Regions from separate parts of the Mus musculus genome. Here region 1 is linked to region 2. The links are chromatin contacts, called in public HiChIP or PLAC-seq maps. All regions are on one chromosome and are shown on one strand. The core of a region is the stretch at or near the end of the contact, and the rest is flanking DNA. Distances in the headings are between cores, read along the strand shown.

The links. HiChIP or PLAC-seq counts read pairs in DNA pulled down with a chosen protein or histone mark.
Region 1: an H3K27ac HiChIP or PLAC-seq map of microglia shows a contact between it and region 2, with 7 times the contacts expected there. The contact joins the promoter of Tesk2 here to the promoter of Nasp in region 2. A contact is called at or near these places in 2 of 39 promoter capture datasets (embryonic stem cells and erythroid cells), 1 of 15 datasets of contacts at CTCF or cohesin (the NIH/3T3 cell line), 7 of 484 Hi-C or Micro-C datasets (cardiomyocytes, embryonic stem cells, forebrain and 4 more), 7 of 115 datasets of contacts at active chromatin or transcription factors (the 230-238 cell line, the SCID.adh cell line, embryonic stem cells and 2 more) and 3 of 9 other capture datasets (adipose tissue, liver and pancreatic islet).

The regions. Positions count from the first base shown.
Region 1 is chr4:116,719,442-116,724,303 of GRCm38.p6, forward strand. Tesk2 (testis-specific kinase 2) reads left to right here and starts at 1,514. Exons shown (of 11, transcript NM_146151.4): 1 at 1,514-1,815.
Region 2 is chr4:116,623,906-116,629,315 of GRCm38.p6, forward strand. It overlaps Nasp (nuclear autoantigenic sperm protein (histone-binding)), which reads right to left and starts at 4,046. Exons shown (of 16, transcript NM_016777.3): 1 at 3,985-4,046; 2 at 3,427-3,524. The coding sequence starts at 3,485.

The sequences.
Region 1 (4,862 bases), core at 264-2,763, 93 kb after region 2:
TAATTTATCTGGCATGGTGGCATTAGCTCCGATTGCTACCAGTAGTATTTATCAACTGTTTGTATCAAGCTCTATGGGAGACACACTTGCAAGGGTGCCAAATCTTTCAACAGAAATGTTAAAGGACAACGGTGGAACAGTGGGTCTGAACTGCCACCAGGTGGCAGCACATAATTTATGTCAGAAAGATCCTGAACAGGCCAAGAGAACTGTGCCTGAGTACCTCCCTTCAGAGATTCTGTGAGCTAATTACTCTTCCTCAAACAATTCCCTGTTTAGGTTATGCTTCTGTTCAAGGATAAATCACACAGCATTTAAAATAAAAAGATAATTTTATTATTTAAACTCCACTCATGTTCAGCCTCTTGCAATTTTATTTCCTACTATACATTTTCATAAACTCAGCTGTCAGTAGCACTACATTCCATTGGTGTTATTATTTTCAGTGCTGGGAATTGAACCCTGGACCACATGGTACATTACCATTGCTTTCTGCCCCTAGTATTTATTTATTTATTTATTTTTTTTTGTTATTCGAGACAGGGTTTCTCTGTGCAGCCCTGGCTGTCTTGGAACTCACTCGGTAGACCAGGCTGGCCTCGAACTCAGAAATCCGCCTGCCTCTGCCTCCTGAGTGCTGGGATTAAAGGCGTGCGCCACCATGCTCGGCTCCTAGACATATTTTAATTATGTCTCACATGCTAAAGATTTCTGAAGGGAGGCCCCTAAACCGTTGGGAGTAAGACCTATATCCCACTGCTCTTATTCTTCTTTAGCAGTCTGTTCAGCTATAAAATTATGAACCCTTGAGATCCATGGCTATGGAAAGTGTGAGGAAATCTGTACCTGATGAACAGTTGGGTAGAATTGTTATTCCCTTCGAAGATCTTTCATATCTCTCCTTTCCATCTAGCTGGTGATACCAATCCTCTAAGCCTTCCCTGAATTCAATCTCTCCCTTTGGCATTTCGTTTAAGTTATACTTACTGCTCTTTCTCAAGTTGTTAGGAATTATGTGCTAATTTTAGCTTGTCAATATACTGCGTTCCTGCAGGACACTGCATTCGATCCAGCAGAACACCTTATTCAAAAGCCGCGCCAGTTTAGTGCTTGTTTAATTGGCTTAATTAATTTACCATTCGCTTCTGTTTGGGGGGGTTTGATTGGTCTCTCTTGTGTCCCGCCCTCTGAGACTCTTTAGACTAGGTTTTCCCCAAGGTGAATTCTCTCCGGTTCCGCTTTTTCAACACACTGTCCCCTCTGTTTTTAACTCCACTCTCTTCCTATTGGTTCCCTTCATCTTCTAAGAGTTGGCGCCGAGCGTTGCTGATTGGCTTTTCTGTACGCCCATTGTGCCCACCCTCGTACCACGTGGCATTCCTAACGTTAATTGGGCAACTCTATTAGCTCGTTTGTCAAAGGTTGACGATTGATTGGCTGCTCTGAGGGAGGCCTGAGGAGGGGGCGGAGCTCACGGGGCCCCGCCCCCAGCCCCCTGCCCCCCAGGCGTTTCAGACACTCACCGGCGGGGAGCCGAGAGTTTCCAGCTGCCTTCTCAGTCCCAGCGGTGATCCGCCTCCGGGCCCCGCCGAGTAGGCGGGGGAAAGCAGCTCAGACCGCAAGGCCATGGCAGTAGCCTCCAGCTCCTGCGCCGCCGCTGGCCCTGAGCAATCTCCGGCTTCTGCCCAAGGGACCCTCACCTCCTCCGCAGGCTAAACAGCCGCGGCCGGGAGCTGCTATGCTCGCTCTGGGCCGCTGCCTCCCTTACCCTCTGGCCGGCGCAGACGCCCCCTCCGCGGCTCAGTTGTGCCTCAGGTAACGTCGGGAGAGTGCCTGGGGACCAAGGCTCGGCATCCCTGCCCTGCGCGCAGCTTGGCTCATGGGTCGCTGAGCACTGGACAATCCGGTGCTGTACTTGAGATTCTCAAAGAAGCGGGGACTGTCTCTTGCCCCTCTCCCCCTTTCCTTCTCAGTTCCCTCCGGGTCCCGGGACAGTCCCCACCTCGTCTCAGGGGTCAAGAACCCATTGGACGTTATACTCAAAAGGGTTGTTTGTGTCTGACCTTCCTCACTTGTGAAGTTGTGGAATCCTTCACGTCCCGTTCCCCTACTGAGTGTGCCTCACTAGTCTCCGAGCCCCCTTCTCCCTCTGAGATCTGGATTCCCTCCGAAACGTGCTCATCTCTCCTAACCACCCTGACTCCTATCCTAAGAGACTTCTCTCCTTTTTATTCACGTTCTTACCCTTCATTTTGAAGAAGACTCTTATCTAAACTACGATTCTGATTTAGTTGGAAATAAAAGCCAGATTAGTCCAATTGAAAAACCTTTTAATTTAAACCTCTGAGAAAAACTTGTTAAAGAATTTGGACTTTATTTGTAGGCATACGGAGCCATTGAAGGTTGTAAGCAGGAGTTTGATATGGATTATCTCTGGAAAATGTGAAAGAAAGATTGAAAGTAAGACCGGAGGGCAGAAGGCCCAGGTAGTCAGGAGGCTGCTGTGTTTTGTGCGTGAGAAGAGGATGAATGGACTGGAATAGTTGTGGAAAATGAAGAGAATGGCATGAAATTCCAAGAATTTTAGAATAGAATTTAGAGGGTTTTTTGCTTTCTGCTTTTCTACATAAGGGCTTTCTCATTGGTTTATGGTATTGGGTTGGTGGTGCTAACAATGTAAAGAAGTAGATCTGAAGAATGATAAGTTGGGTTGTGGACAAGTTCAACCCGAGTTTTTCAAATAGAGGTGGAAAGTTGCTCATAGAACTGATTAAGTTAGGCTCTAAAGACATAAATTGGAATTAAATAGGAATACTTGAAACCTTAGCACCCCCTCGTAGTACTCCAGAAAGCGGAGAATTGGGCTGTGGACAGAGGCAGCATTGCTGAGGATAACAGACACTGAAGAGAGCTAGAACACTGTGGCAGTATCACAGAAGCCAAAGACAGTCTCCAGAAGGGAGGGGGATACCAGGCGCTTCCCAGGTCAAGCAGCAGGAGAGTGTGAAGCCACGAGTCTGGCAATTAGGAAGTGACTTGTTTTCTTTCAAAGGCAGTTTTGATAATCTGGTGGTTGTAATGCAGTGGTCAGCCCACGGATTTAGGAGTAAGTGGAAGGCAGGCGGCAGTGAGCAGCACATCTGCCTTCTTTCTCTCTTTTTCTGCTTGTTTGAGGGTAGGCCAGCCGGGAATTATGCGTGTTATCACACTAGACTGGTCTTATTTTTATTGTGATCAGTTATCTGTAGATAAATCAGCTTTCTCTGGAGGTTGACGGAACTGCGGTGAGTTTCTGACATGAGCGTTATAGCCATGGGAATCATCAGTGGGAAATAGCAAGGGTTTGTTGTTTTTAGGTTTATTTTTATTTTATGTGATGAGTGCTTCTTCTGTTGGTTTGGTTTCAGACAGAATCTCGCAGTGTAGCCCTGACTGATTTGGAACTCACTATGTGGATCATGCTGTATGGTGTGTAAGTGTGTGCCTGTGTGTATGTTTGTGCACATGTGTGAAGGTGCCCTCAGAGATCAGAAAAGGGTGTCAGACCCTTGGAACTGGAGTGATGATTGTTGTGGCTGCCACGTGGGTGTTAGGACTCGAACCTGGGTTCTCTAGAAGAGTAACAAGTGCTTTAAACCACTGAGCCATCTCTACCACCAAGGGTAAGGATCCTTCCTTCCTTCCTTCCTTCCTCTCTCTCTTTCCTTTCCTTTCTTCCTTCCTTTCCTTCTTCTTCTATTCAGATCCACCCGCCTCTGCTAGAATTAAAAGGTTGTGCCACCATCAGATTTTACATTTTCCTCAACACCCTACAAACAGGCAGACAAAAACCAAAATAAAGCAAACCCCAAAAGATTGGGTTGACCCAGAACTGGAATTTGCAAAGCAGAAATATAAAATGGGAGCCACTTTTCAGACTGCGAATGATACTGTGGGCCTATGATTAACTGCACAGTCTGAATTAGAAGTTATAAGAAGTAAAATCTGGGGTTGAAGAGGTGGCTTAGCTTTTAAGAGCATTGGTCTTTCTCCCAGGGGACACAGATTCAGTTCCCAGTGACTATATGCAACTGTGTGTAACTCCAGTTCTGGGGGAGGCAACACCTGTTCAGGCTTCCTTAGGCGATGCATGCATATAACACACAGACATATAGATAAGACACTCATGCATACAAAATAAAAAATTTTAAAAAATCTTTAAGAAAGCTAGTAAGATGGAGAATGAGGAGATAAGCAGAATTGTGATTGAAGAGTGGGTTTTGTAAGAATACATGATTGGAAAAATTCAGAGTTCTTTCCAAGGCTGAGGAAGAAAAAAAGGTGTAACTGTCTCAGTACTGTTGAAGGGAAGTGGAGCTATATAGGTCATTACAATAGTTCAGCAGCGTTAAGGGCTGTGTTGACTATGTCATCTGTATAGATGTAATAACTACCCAATATGATGGCAGGAGATGGAACACAGGAGATATTATAGATGGGGCCTATCATCAACAAGGAGGGACTCACATGTTAGAAACTAGTGATCAATGGTACAGATTGTGTCTAAACAGTGAGGTTCTCAGACATCTGGGTGATTTCAATGCATGATACGTTATTCTTTTATAGAGATAAATGTTTGGGATGGTTCCTCAAACCCTGTCCTGTGTGGTTTGGCATATGAAGGTCTTAATTCTGGTTTAGACATGTACATGCCGGGAAGCTAATAACCTGCTCTCTCAGGCACTGCAGTGGCGCTTTCTACTTACAGTTAATTATAAGAAGAAAATTGTTCCCTGGCTTATTTAGAGTAGAAAGGGGCTCATTTTTAAAACTGTTCTTCCCCCTATATTAAAGTGGTTATAAATACATTGTTAATATCATAC
Region 2 (5,410 bases), core at 2,796-5,295:
AAAAAAAAAAAAAAAAAAAAACAAAGGAGTGAGAATATCAAGTGATTCTAATAGGAAACTAACCAATACAATGAGGAAATAGCTAAAAAGAAATAATAAAGAGGACTGGAGAGATGGCTCAACAGTTAAAGAGCACTGGAGGCTCTTCAAGAGGTCCTGAGTTCAATTCCCAGCAACTACATGGTGGCTAACAACCATCTGTATGTAATAGGATCCAACGTCTACTTCTTGTGTTACTGTGGCAAGTGACTGTCTACTCATATACATAAAATAAATAAATCTTTTAAAAAATGATAAAGAAAAATCCTTGTGTAGTGTGGGGTTTTTAATTGGTTAATATTCACAATGTGGGGAAAGCATGGTACATACTGTATAGTCTAAATTACCCAAGTGTGTGTATGCTTGCAGGATCTAGAATGACACATTGACCTGAACTGCTTGTGACTGGGTAACTTTGTTCTTGCTTTCTTGTGTTTTGTTTCCTGTAATGCATATACTAAAAAAATAAAGCTTCTTTAAAGAAAAAACAATAAAGAAATGTTTAATGATTTTTTAAAGACTTTTTTTTCATTGTGTGCTATGATGTGAGAAGGGGAACAATGTGCATGTATACCAGAGTACACATAGGGAAAACACTTTAGCCATCTCTGGCTACCCCTCATAATATTGTAAATCCAACCATTTTGTAGTGTTTAAATAGAAAATACAGCTGTCATATGAAAAAAAAAAAAAAACTAAGAGACTAAGAATGCAGCAGCCAATAAACAGCCCTGGCTGTCTTGGAACTCAACCGTAGACCAGGCTGACCTTGAACTCAGAGATCCACCTGCCTCTGCCTCTTCAGTGTTGGGATTAAAGCCATGTGGCCACCACTGCCAGGCAAGACATAAAATTCAAATTGAACAGCAAGAGGCTGGTATAGGCATTTGCTATGCTAGAAAGATGGCTAAGGTGTTAAAGAGCACATGTGGGTTCAGTTTCCAACATCCACATGGTGGCTAATAACAACCAGTAACTCCAACTCCAGTAGATCCAACATCCTCTAATAGCTTCACATGGCATACACTCACAGACACACACATAAAAGAAAAACCCAGCCGGGTGTGGTGGAGTACACCTTTAATCCCAGAACTCGGGAGGCAGAGGCAGGCGGATTTCTGAGTTTCGACACCAGCCTGGTCTACAAAGTGAGTTCCAGGACAGCCAGGTCTATACAGAGAAACCCTGTCTCAAAACAACAACAAAAAGTAGGCATGTAATTTTCTGTAAATACCCATTCAGGAAGGAAGCTGGTAATTACTTCACCAACAGCCAAAGTGTAACTGAACACAAATGAATACATGAAAATCTCTGTAAAGTTTGTTTATACAGTAATTTAAAAAAAAAAAAAAAAAGCTGGGAACTGGCAAGCTGGCTCAGTGGGTAAGAGCACTGACTGCTCTTCTGAAGGTCCTGAGTTCAAATCCCAGTAACCATGTGGTGGCTCACAACCATCTGTAATGAGATCTATCTCCCTCTTCTGATGGTCTGAAGTCAGCTACAGTGTCTATGTATAATAATAAATCTTTGGGCCAGAGCAAGCAGGGGCTGAGGGAGTGGAGTTGACCAGAGCGAGCAGAAATCCTAAAAATTCAATTCCCAACAACCATGTGAAGGCTCACAACCATCTGTATAGCTATATTGTACATATAGCTTACAGATAGCTTATGTACTTTCAGACATAAAATAAATAAATCTTAGAGCAGCTGGCCAGGCAGAGGTGGGGCACACCTTTAATCCCAGCACTTGGGAGGCAGAGGCAGGAGGATTTCTGAGTTTGAGGCCAGCATGGTCCACACAATGAGTTCTAGGACAGCCAGGGCTACACAGAGAAACCCTGTCTCTAAAAAAAAACAAAAACAAAAACAAAAAAAGGCTGAAGGTTGTGGTATACTCCTTTAATCCCAGCACTTGGGAGGCCAAGGCAGCCAGGACTACACAGAAAAACAAAAAACACAGTTTGGAAATCTGAGGAGATGCTAGGCATTCCCAAACTGTAAAGTACTGGAAGGAAAGGGATCCCCAACGTAATACAAGCAGCTGTTCAGAAAGCACCAGAAATGGAGTTTCTACCGAATTCCTAAACTTAATCTACTCTGGCCCTAAAAATATCAATGAAGAGGACCTAGGAAAGTGGAATCTGAGGGTAAAACTGCACTTTCCCAAATGGTTGAGTGGTTAGAGACCCACTGATTTTCAAGAACCCACTAGGAAAGGAACCAAAAGGTGATAGGGTAAACTGTACGGAGTGAAACGTCATCTAAAACATAAACCTATAGAAAAACCAATCAAATATCTCACAGACACCTTTACTTTTACCCAAGGCAAAACTTGGTTAAAAAAAAAAAAAATGCTCAAGGGACAGAAAAAAATAGAATCCAGGACCTAAAAAAGGCAAGGTAAACTGGAAAATCGAACCTGTATGGAAAATAACTTCTTTCCTCGAACTGATGAATGCTTCTGTGCATATGGGAGAGATCAAGTTAGATTAGCACTTTAAAGCTCTCAAATCAAGCATTCCTCCTTTGGGGTCCTTTCGCTTAGCAAACTCATCTAGCAAGTAAACACTAGACTGATAGCTACATACAGCCTTTACCGAAGACACTACGCAAGTAAAGTGTCCCTTGAAGCAACAAAATCCCCGTCCCACATACCGAAAACCTAACGAATCAAGACACTTCTCCGCAAAGGTTAAGAGTTACAAAGCTTCAGTCCCGTAGCCACCCTCAAGATTACTGTAAACCTGGTAGTGAGTATATAATAAAATTCATTGCGCCCCACCGACCCGGCAAAAGCAGCATCCACTCCAAACAATGGAGTTTTCCCGCCTCCTACAGGCCCCGCCCACTCCTAAGAGCCAAAACTACGACGATCAGCGTGCAAAGCCCCGCCCTCTGAGAGGCCCCACCCACCCGCGTCCCCTGTTCCAAGCCTCCATCCTCGTGTGGGTTTTTTTTTTTTTTTTTTTTTTTTGGCGCCAAATCTGTTGGCCAATTTCTCGGTACGTCTACAGACTCTCTACAGAGACGCACCCTAGGAGTGCGCGATCAGGAGGGGCTCAAGGACCGACTGGAGCCGGGCCCCGCCTACCTACCGGCAACCTCGGGCAAGGGGTGGAAAAAAGGGGCCGGCGATGGAGCCAGCCACCGCTGCCCCCGGCAAGATGGCGGCCGTGAAAAGCCGGGCAGGGGGCGCCAGCCACCCGCCGTTACCGCTGGCGCGCCAGCTCTTCGCAAGTAGGGCTTCTCCACAGAGCAACCCTCTCCGCACGGCCGCCGTTGTTCCGGGGAAGGCAGCTGTCCCACCCACCAGCCCGTCCCGCCCGGGAAGCCAAGTCCCCGGACTCTCCCTGAGGACTGGCCTCAAGCTCGCCACAGTCCCGCTTACTTGTCAGCGGAAACCAGCTCCGCGGCGATGGCAGCAGCGGCTGTAGACTCTGTGGCCATCGTTCCCCTGAGGTGGTGGGCCAGTGGGCAGAACACTGCCTGCGAAGAAAACCAGAGAATTCCGGACAGCAGAGACTCACTCAGGTAGAGAAAATGGCAGATTGGAGACCCCGCGCGGTTGAGGCCCTCTTATATACCAGGTCCCTTGTCCCGCCCATCCACTTCCGGATCCTCCCCCCTCGGATTTAAAGGACTAGGACTCAACACCTTTCTGTCACAAGGACACAGCCCTGTATCCCTTCCCGTTTGGGTATCTTCCCGCCCTAGCCCGTTTTTCCTTAAAAAAAGAAAAAAAGAAAAAGAAAGTAAGATAGAAAGGAAAAAGAAAACAAAAATCAAACAATTTCCTGCTTCTGTGGCTAGTCGTGATAGAAGCAAAATCTCAGTACTACAACTTCTGAATGGGAGCCAGCCTAGAGATTCCACAATTAAGTGGAGCCAGTGAGTCTCTGCGACTGTGGAAAAAGTAGTCCCGAAGGTGTCTTTCTGACGGGGATACCCGAGAAGGTGACAGGTATTCCCTATGTCCTCTCAGTCTTAACGGATGGAAACGCAAGAGCTGAGCACGAGTACAGCAGCAACGGCTAGAACTGACCAGACAGACGCGTGGCTCTGGGCCTCAGCAACTACTGACGAAACAAGATGCTGCTCTAGGATTGGCTACAGATAAAACTATCGCGCTTGATTCAAAACTCTTAGAGGGGCAAAGGGATGCGGGTGTTTAGATCCACCGCCTTTGACTGATCCAATCCGTTGCTGCCATCATCTTACTTTACCCACGTCCAAGTTGTTAAGTTAAATCCTGTACTTAAAACACTTTAAATATTTTAGCTGTCTCTCTTTTTTTTTCTTTCATATATATTAGGTAGGGACTTACAGTCTATCCCTGGCTAGCCTGAAACTTGCTATTTAGACCCACTGATCTCTAACCCACAGACATCTGCCTGCCTGTGATTGCGAGGGCTGGGATTACAGGTGAGCAGCACCACACACGCCTTCTTTTACAACCTTTTGTAACTCCAGTTCAAGGGCATTCAATCAATGCCTTCCTGTGACCACCAGAGCCACTAGGCACACACATGGTACACATTTATGTATGCAGATACACTCATACACATTAAATAAAAGTAAATGTGGCTGGAAAATTCGCTAGGAGGTTAGGAGCACTTGTTATTCTTGCAAAGGATCCTGTTTCAATTCCCAGCACCCACAAGGCGCCTCACCACTTCGTTAAGCTCCAGGCATGCATATGGTGCACAGACATGGATGTAGGTAAAGCATTTATTCACACAAAATGAAAAAAAAAAAAAAGAACTAAAAATGGATAAATAGAAATAAGTGGGTTCCTTTAAAAAATAACTTGGGGGGGGCTGGTGAGATGGCTCAGTGGGTAAGAGCACCCGACTGCTCTTCCAAAGGTCTGAAGTTCAAATCCCAGCAACCACATGGTGGCTCACAACCATCTGTAACAAGATCTGACGCCCTCTTCTGGAGTGTCTGAAGACAGCTACAGTGTACTTACATATAATAAATAAATAAATCTTAAAAAAAAAATAACTTGGGTATGATGGCACACACCTTTATAATTTATTTAGTTGTATTTCATGTACATTGGTATCTTGTCTGCATGTATGTCTGTGTAAGGGTGTCTGAACCCTTGGAACAAGAACTACAGATAGTTTGTTCCTCTCCAAGAATAGCCAGTGCTCTTTAACCGGTGAGCCATCTCTCCAGTCCTAGCACACACCTTTAATCTCAGCACTCAGGAGGCAGACTGGTCTCCCTGGATTTGAACCCAGAATGTTTTACAGAGCTAGTTCTAAGACAGCACACCTGTTTCAGCACTCCAAAGGCAGAAGCTGTTGAGGCAACCTAATCTATGTAAGGAATTCCAACACAGCCAAGGCTTCATAGTGAGATCTTGT